Linked DNA regions of Mus musculus: region 2 is linked to region 1. Evidence: chromatin contacts called from public HiChIP or PLAC-seq data. All regions are on one chromosome and are shown on one strand. Each heading gives the region's core, a stretch centred on a gene start, on an enhancer-like site or on the middle of the called end of the contact. The rest is flanking DNA. Distances are from core to core; before and after follow the strand shown. Region 1 overlaps Rgs6 (regulator of G-protein signaling 6). Region 2 overlaps Dpf3 (D4, zinc and double PHD fingers, family 3).

Evidence for each region. HiChIP or PLAC-seq counts read pairs in DNA pulled down with a chosen protein or histone mark.
Region 2: a contact with region 1 is called in an H3K27ac HiChIP or PLAC-seq map of neural progenitor cells, with 6 times the contacts expected there. The contact joins two enhancer-like sites. A contact is called at or near these places in 7 of 484 Hi-C or Micro-C datasets (the G1E-ER4 cell line, cerebellar granule neurons, cortical neurons and 3 more), 2 of 115 datasets of contacts at active chromatin or transcription factors (neural progenitor cells and stem cell-derived neural progenitor cells) and 1 of 9 other capture datasets (liver).

The regions. Positions count from the first base shown.
Region 1 is chr12:83,131,748-83,135,428 of GRCm38.p6, reverse strand. It overlaps Rgs6 (regulator of G-protein signaling 6), which reads right to left. Exons shown (of 17, transcript NM_015812.4): 16 at 1,685-1,774. It overlaps Gm51988 (a long non-coding RNA gene), which reads left to right. Exons shown (of 3, transcript XR_003950211.1): 3 at 1,624-1,702. Among named protein-coding and RNA genes, the nearest start is that of 1700030I03Rik, 12 kb to the right of the region's middle. Within about 2 kb of position 1,363, at least 26 of the 459 cell types and tissues checked have an H3K27ac peak or open chromatin away from gene starts, as enhancers often do. A contact at or near this core is called in cortical neurons and neural progenitor cells, where this site is marked.
Region 2 is chr12:83,340,173-83,344,022 of GRCm38.p6, reverse strand. All of the region lies in intron 3 of Dpf3 (D4, zinc and double PHD fingers, family 3), which reads left to right. Among named protein-coding and RNA genes, the nearest start is that of Dpf3, 150 kb to the left of the region's middle. Within about 2 kb of position 1,267, at least 39 of the 459 cell types and tissues checked have an H3K27ac peak or open chromatin away from gene starts, as enhancers often do. A contact at or near this core is called in cortical neurons and neural progenitor cells, where this site is marked.

The DNA.
Region 1 (3,681 bases), core at 114-2,613:
GTTAATTCCTTCCCACACTCCACTGACCTCCTGAAGGCTGTGCTGTTGGGAGGATCTACAAACTCAGCTGGTTCAGCCCACTTCCTGGATTGAAGTGATTCTTCCATTTGCGTTCACACCCATGGGGAGACGAAATGCTTTTGACCCAAAGGTTTACATAGGTAGGCACAGATTGATGAAATTGTTAGAGCCATAAGTGTCCCCTAAACATGGTCAGTTTAGGGGGCTTGAGCCTCAAGAAATAAGAAATGCTTTGTTTGAATTTCTCCCCTGAGATTTGGGGTATAAGTACTCCAAGTCCATAACCTTGATCTTTTTTTTCCAGTGCTTAAATAGTGGGTACCAGAGTCACTGTGTGTGGAAGCCTCAGCCTCCCTCTACTAGAATCCATCCTCCAACAAGGGAATTGGCAAAAGACTAGTTTTCACATTCTCTAACCCAGGGTCTATATTCAAAGGAAGGGCTTGGGAACCACCAGAGCTGAACTTTTGACAACAGACCTTCCAGAACTCCTTTCATCTTTCCCAGAGTCTTGGGAGTTCTTCTGATGGTTGTCTAAGAACAGGAAGGTGGACATAGATGTTCTTCGGGACTCTGGAGTTACATGGCACCAACCAGATAGGCAGACAGGCAAACATGAGGTACAGTTGCCAATACACAGAGAAGGATGTGGGGTTGAGAGGCGATCTGACAGAAAGCCTGTGGGTGGACAAGTGTGTGCTTGGGTACAGGGATTGAAGACCTGGTGTGAAGAAGAAAGGTGTGTGTGTGTGTGTGTGTGTGTGTGTGTGTGTGTGTGTGTGTGTGTGTGTGCATGTGCGCGCACGCATATGTATGCAGTAAGATTGGAAGTGGTAGATTGGGAGCTGAAAGTGGACAGAGGATTGGCAGGCTCTCCAGACCCATGAGCCCCCTCTTGTCTTTCCCTTTCCTAGCCCCATGTACCATTCTATATTCCTTCTCTCCAGAAATCCAGCTAAATTTGGCCCTGTTCTAGGGACCCTCACCACCTGCATGCTGAGGGCTTTAGGGTTCTGTGAACCAAGACTCCAAGGGCTGTAAGAGCCATGATTTAATTTCAAGTGGAAGAGGAGGAAGTGGCTGGAATGTAGTTACTTCCTGGTTCAAAGAAGAAGAACTTTAGAGGCAACAGTGCTGTAAGGAGAGACCCATGGCCAATCTTGGCGATTATTTGGATAGCTAAAAGATCCCCTTAACATCGACAAGACCTTTCTTTCCCAGGACGGGGTTGGGTTCGTTTGCTCCCTTTCTAGTCTGGCTAAAGAGGGAAGGACTGTTGAGAGTGACTAGAGGAAACTGGCAGTGAAAGTCTCTCTGGTATCCTAAGAGATTTGCTTGGGTCACTGCCAACCTGACTTTCTGGAGCTGAGCTACTTTGGCAATGATATCTGGTCACACTCCTCTCACTACAGGCAAAACAGGCAGGCAGAGGCCCGGAGACACTAAGGCAGACTGCATATCCTGTATATCAGGGGAAGGGGGACATCTGGAACTGTAACCTTCCTCACTGTTTACGATCGGAGGGTAGCAGACAGAGGAGGGGAGAGAAGAAAGGAAAAAAATAAATAAAACCCAAGGGATGATATTCTCATTTCACACCAGCAGCAAGCAGCAGCAAGAGTCGACAGTGCTAAGAAAGGCAAGCTCGCCCTTCCCAAGATACCTTCTTCTTGGCCAGCAACAGATCCTGGTAAGCGTTGGACCGTAGGAAGCGGGCATAGCTGTCACTCTTCATCAGCTTGTAGATGTGCTCCTGGAGATGGAGGGGAGTAGAGAGACAGAGAAGGAACCATCAGTTGAAGCTAAAGGAAACTGCAACCCAACTGACCTGGGGGTGGGTGGGCAAAGGAACCTAGGAATGTTTGAATGGAGTGAGGAAAACTTGCCATGTGTCCCACCTCGCCCACATCTCATGTAAACCAAGAGATAAAGAAACAAACAAAATGGTATTTTTCTCTCACAAAGCAAGAGATCCTTGAGGTTCATGTCTCAAAGGATTTGTTCAGGTCTGGGTGTCATGTTGGGGTATTTAATGGTTATAGCCACAATAACTAACAGCAATTGGAAGAAATAAACTACTGGTATACACTCAAACTAGGGAGAATCTCAAGGGAATTAGGATGAATGAAAAACTTGGCCCTCACTTGTACTATATGATTCCATTGATAGAATATTCTTAAAAGGATGGATTAGAGAAATAGATTAGTAATGGCCAGAGGTTAGGGATGGGAGAAATGGGTGGTTATAAGGCAACAGGAAGGATCTTTGTGGTGATGGGTGGTTCCGAATCTTGACACATGTACACAGGTGATACAGGTGTGAAGGATGGAGTACACATGAATACATGTACAACTGGTAAACCCAAATGAAATCAAAGGATGCTGCTACACCGTTACAATGAATGCAGTAGTCTGCTACAGGTTCTCAAGATGCTGCCATGAGGGAGTTGAATAAACAAGTCCATCTCTCTATTCTTTAACAACTTTCTGGTATCTACAAGTATCTCTAAATAACAAGTCCAACTTTAAAAATAGCCAAAAGAGTCTGAGGAGATGGCTCAGTGGGTAAGAGTTCTTGCTGTGCAAACATGAGGACCTGGGTTTGAACTCCCAGCACCCATGTGAAAAACTGGGTATGGCTGTTGCATGTGCCTACAAACCCAGTGCAGCAGGGGCCAGAGACAGGAGAGTTGGATCTCTGGGGCTTGATGGCTGCCAGCCTAGTTCCAAGATTCCAAGATCAGTGAGACATTGTCTCAAGGCAAGAAAGGGAAGGACAATGGAACAGGATAATTGACATCCTCCTCTGACCTCTGTATATGTACACACCATACCATGCATATGGACATGCGTGCTTGTGAGCTCCTGCATGTGCATGCATGCATGTGCATGCACACATACACACACACACACACACACACAAACACACACACATACACACACACACACACACACACACTGGAAACAACAATATAACTGAATCAGTTTATAGACATTGGGGCCATCATCTTGGCCTGGAACATGACCCTTCATAACAGGATCATGGGGCACACGGGCACATATGCCAGGCCTTAAGGTGGCATTCAGGAGAAGGATACATGGTGGCAATGCTGCTGCTTTTCCTCTGGGGCTCTGAAAAGACCCAGGGGTCAAATATATGACCCCTGACTTACAGCTAGGTCCTATCTATCTGCATGTTCTTCTCTCAGTCTATTCTTATCGAAAGGATTGCTTGTCTCTTGAGGCAAGCTTGTCTGTCCCAAGAACAGTGCTGCTGTGAGGGAGAGTGGGTCATCTCTGATGGTGGAGTGTTGACAGGCAGCTGGGCTGGTAAAGGAAGCATCATCCCTCACGATGCTCACTGTCCCTCCAGGAAGCTGGGCAAAGGCCTCGGGGCCAGAGGGACTGGAGGGCTGGTCGACGAAGAGAGAGAGCCCAGCTGAAAGTCAGAGATACTCAGACCTCTTTCTGGCTTCTCTTCCCAGAAACACCATGTATGGAGGAGGCAGAATCTCAAATCCATTGGGGGACACATATTTTTTTTTCCTCATTTTTATTTTACTTTTAAATGTATGGCTAGTTTACCTGCATGTATGTCTGTGTACTGGGAACACGAAGTGCCTGCAGAGGCCAGAAGAGGGTGTCAGATCCCCTGGGACTG
Region 2 (3,850 bases), core at 18-2,517, 210 kb before region 1:
CTTTCTTTTTTCCTTCAAGACAAGGTGTCTTAGCCAGGGTTTCTGTTCCTGCACAAAACATCATGACCAAGCAGCAAGTTGGGGAGGAAAGGGTTTATTCAGCTTACACTTCCATACTGCTGTTCATCACCAAAGGAAGTCAGGACTGGAACTCAAGCAGGTCAGGAAGCAGGAGCTGATGCAAAGGCCATGGAAGGATGTCACTTACTGGCTTGCTTCCCCTGGCTTGCTCAGCTTGCTTTCTTATAGAACCCAAGACTACCAGCCCAGGTATAGCACCACTCACAAGGGGCCCTCCCTCCTTGATCACTAATTGAGAAAATGCCTTACAGCTGGATCTCATGGAGGCATTTCCCCAACTGAAACTCCTTTCTGTGTGATAACTCCAGCCTGTGTCAAGTTGACACACAAAACCAGCCAGCACACAAGGTCTCACTATGAAGCTCTGGCTGTCTTGGAACTCACTATGTAGACCAGGCTGGACTCAAACTTATACAGATCCACCTGCTCTGCCTCCAGAGTGCTGGGACTTATGGTGCACAACACTAAACTTTTTTTTTTTTGGTGGGTGGGGGGAATTATTCCTTAATATCTCTGTGGATTAAATGCTTGACTAGTTGAGCATCTTTCAACTCCAGACCTTTGGTCCCTGTGGCCCTGGGAAGATACAGAGATATATCTTCATATTAGAGAATGGGAAACTGTGGTGCAGATGAGGAAGTTAATTTCTCAAGGGTGTCGGTGGTGAAGCCAAGGGTTACTACAGGGAGCAGGTCAGGACTGGCACTGTTCTCTCTAGGACCTGACGCACACACTTATCCAGGTGCTTGAAAATGGAGAGCTTTAGACGTCGGAATCTTTCCTGCTCCCCTCGAACCTGAGGCCTTGCCAGCACCCCTGGCCTGAATCACTCAGGCAGCATCAGGCTCTTTGCCCTTCCTGCAGAATCCCAAGGGTAGCAGGAGGGAAGGCTGCCAGAAATGGCTTCTAGTTCCTTCTCCTCGTTTTCTTGTTCTGGGCAGCCTTTCAATGACTAGAGATGAATGACCAGGCAGGGTGTACTTCCTTCCTTCCTCTGGCTGCTGGGGGGACTGACAGGAGGGTGGGAGACTGTAGCTCAGGATGCCCCAAAGCAGAGAAAGTCATAAGGTAGCCAACAAACCAGGGACAAAGACCCTCAGAGGGGCACCTCCAAGGGAAAGGTTCAGGAGGAGGTCTGAGCCTGCCCAGGGTGCTGTCCCTGCTGCATGGAACTGCCAGAACTCCACAGATGGGAGCAGGCAGTGGCCAACTTCCTCAGCTCCTGCAAATCCTGCATCTTAATTAGTTCCCTACTGTTTTTGTCCATGGCCCACATTTTAATAGTCTCTAGGCTTCTTCCACCATTTGCTCTCTGATGCTTGATGTGATTTCTCTTCTCCCCAAGACAGCCCCCCCCCCCACACCCTCCCGTCCAGGAACAGCTTAAGGAACGCTGATGTGCCAGGCATGTAGGTTGAGATTGATGGGGCTGTCGGCGGCGGGCTCCTGTGCCCCCCAGCCATCCCCCTCTGCCAGGCGCACTCCTTAGATGGATGAGTCGGGTGGGGGTGGGCACAAGGGAGGGCAGTGGAGAAGTAAAGCCCTTAGCTAGGTGTGAGCCAGTGGCCAGCGTGACCTTCTGCTGGGCCTGCTATGGATGCCGCTGTGTCCTTCCAAGAGAGAAGGATGCCGGCTCCCACCCCCCATCTGTCAGTGTTTATCTGTCTCTGTGTGTGTGGGGGTTTCTGGGCTTGGTATGGCCAGGAGAATGGATGCCTTCAAGTGCATCCAGGGAAATGACCTGTCATTTATCTCTTTCCTGCAATGTCAGAGCCTGCAGCCATCTATCCTAGATGCCCGCATTGGCCGCCTCTTCTGCTCCTGGTGGCTCCCGGGAGGAAGGTAGCTAGCTGGGCAGGCCTTCAGCCTTCTTCATGCTGCAACTGCCGGTGCCCCGGCACCTGCTCCCTGGCTTCCTGAAGTCTCGGGTGGCAGAACTGGAGTCAATAGAACTTAGGGGCTGTTTTGGCACTGCTTGTGTTCCTGACAAGGGACCAAGGCCTGGAGCTAGAAGAGGGCAGAGTAGCCGCATGGCTGCTGCAGCTTCCAAGGCTTCATTTTGTAGATGGGCCAGAGGGTCCCATGTTTAGAGCAGGGGCCCGAAGCCTGAGAATCACTTAAGTCTGCTCTTGCATACTTTCCTCCCACCTCGGTCTTCTCATGGACAGGCACAGTGCAGGGACCCATCTTCTTCATCTGCATCCCTAGAAGCCGGCATAAGGCCTGGGACATGGTACATGAATGATAACGATTTGTTAAATGAAGCTGGGAGAACACACTGAGTTCTCCTATATACTTTCCCGGATGAGGGAAGTTGAGAGACGGAGATGCCTTGGCCTAGAGCTGGGCTTCCTGTCCAGCTCTGTCATTGTCCTGGGCCTATATTTAGTCATAGGTTATAGACTCCTTTCCTATTCTCATAATCTACTGGAGAAAGAAAACACTGAATAGATACCACAAGGCCTGGATCCAAGTTCAGATCCCTCAATCACTAGCTTTGGAAGCTTGGGCGGTTACCTGGGAGACCAGACCCTGATTCTTCACATATGAAACGTGGGTAATGGTAGACTTTTTTTCTTTTTTAGGTCTGTTCTAAAGGCCATGTGGAGTGGAGGCAGGGTGAGGAGGCATAGAGATGTTGCCTCCCCAGACACTGTGGAATGGGCTCAGGGGACCTCCACAAAGACTGTGTGCGACACTCCTCAGTATCAGCGAGAAAATTATTACAGACAGCTTGCTGCACTGCAGGGAAATTGTGTGCTGTCTGGTCTGGAGCCAGGAACACATTATATCTCTGAGTTTCCCCCCCAAAGCCTCATTCTAGCATCTTCTATGTTGAGGAGAGTTCTTGGAACCTGGTTGTGGGATCCACTGTCCGCTTTTACTATAGCTGTTGTCCTGTGATACACAGGGGCGTAGAGCTGCAATGTGCTGTGCTAGGCAGGCCCATATGCCTGAAGCTCATCTTCTGCCCTTGGTGGAAGCTGCTCTTCTTTCTTTTGGAGAACCATGCCTCTGTGGACTTGCCCAGATAAGAATTCACACCTTGGTGCCCCTAGCATTGGGCATCTGTCCTTGGCTAGATTTGTCACATATAGAAAGAAGCCCCCTTGCTTGGGGACCGGGGCACTCATTCCTGCCCAGTGTACTCTTGGGTCTGACAAGGAGAGGCTAAGCTCTCTGAGGAAAGAGCTTTGCCCCTATTCTGCCAGCTTCCTCCCAGCACAGGCTTATCCTGGGGTTCTGTAAGTAGTGCAACACCTCCTCTGTGGTCTCCCCATTTCTGTGTTTACTGTCCTTCAGAGTGACCCTGTTACTCTATAGGCAACGCTCTGCCTCTCTCTGCTCAAAGCCTCCTGTGGCTTGTCATCACACCCAGGTTGGAAGCTGGTATTCTTGCTGCCACCTACACAGCACTTCAATGTTCCTGCAACTCTGTGAGCTGACCTCCTGGGAGCCCCCAACTCACTGTGTGTGTTCCAGGCAAATGGCAGCTTCAGGGCAGATGTACTAAGCTCGCTGGTGCCTGTGACATTTTTGCATGGCTACCCAAACAGGCCTCTTCTCACTACTCTTCCAGGCTCTTGCTTTCCTGGCCATATTTAAAAGTACCTAACACCTTCCTAATGCCCCCATATGGCAGCTTCCCTGCCATGTTCTTGTCCTTTCTCCAAAGCATCAATTACAAAATGCCAGATCGTAGACCTCAGTACAGTCATTTCTTATATCCCTTCCCAACGGTGTCATTTCTTATGAACTTGAATGTAAG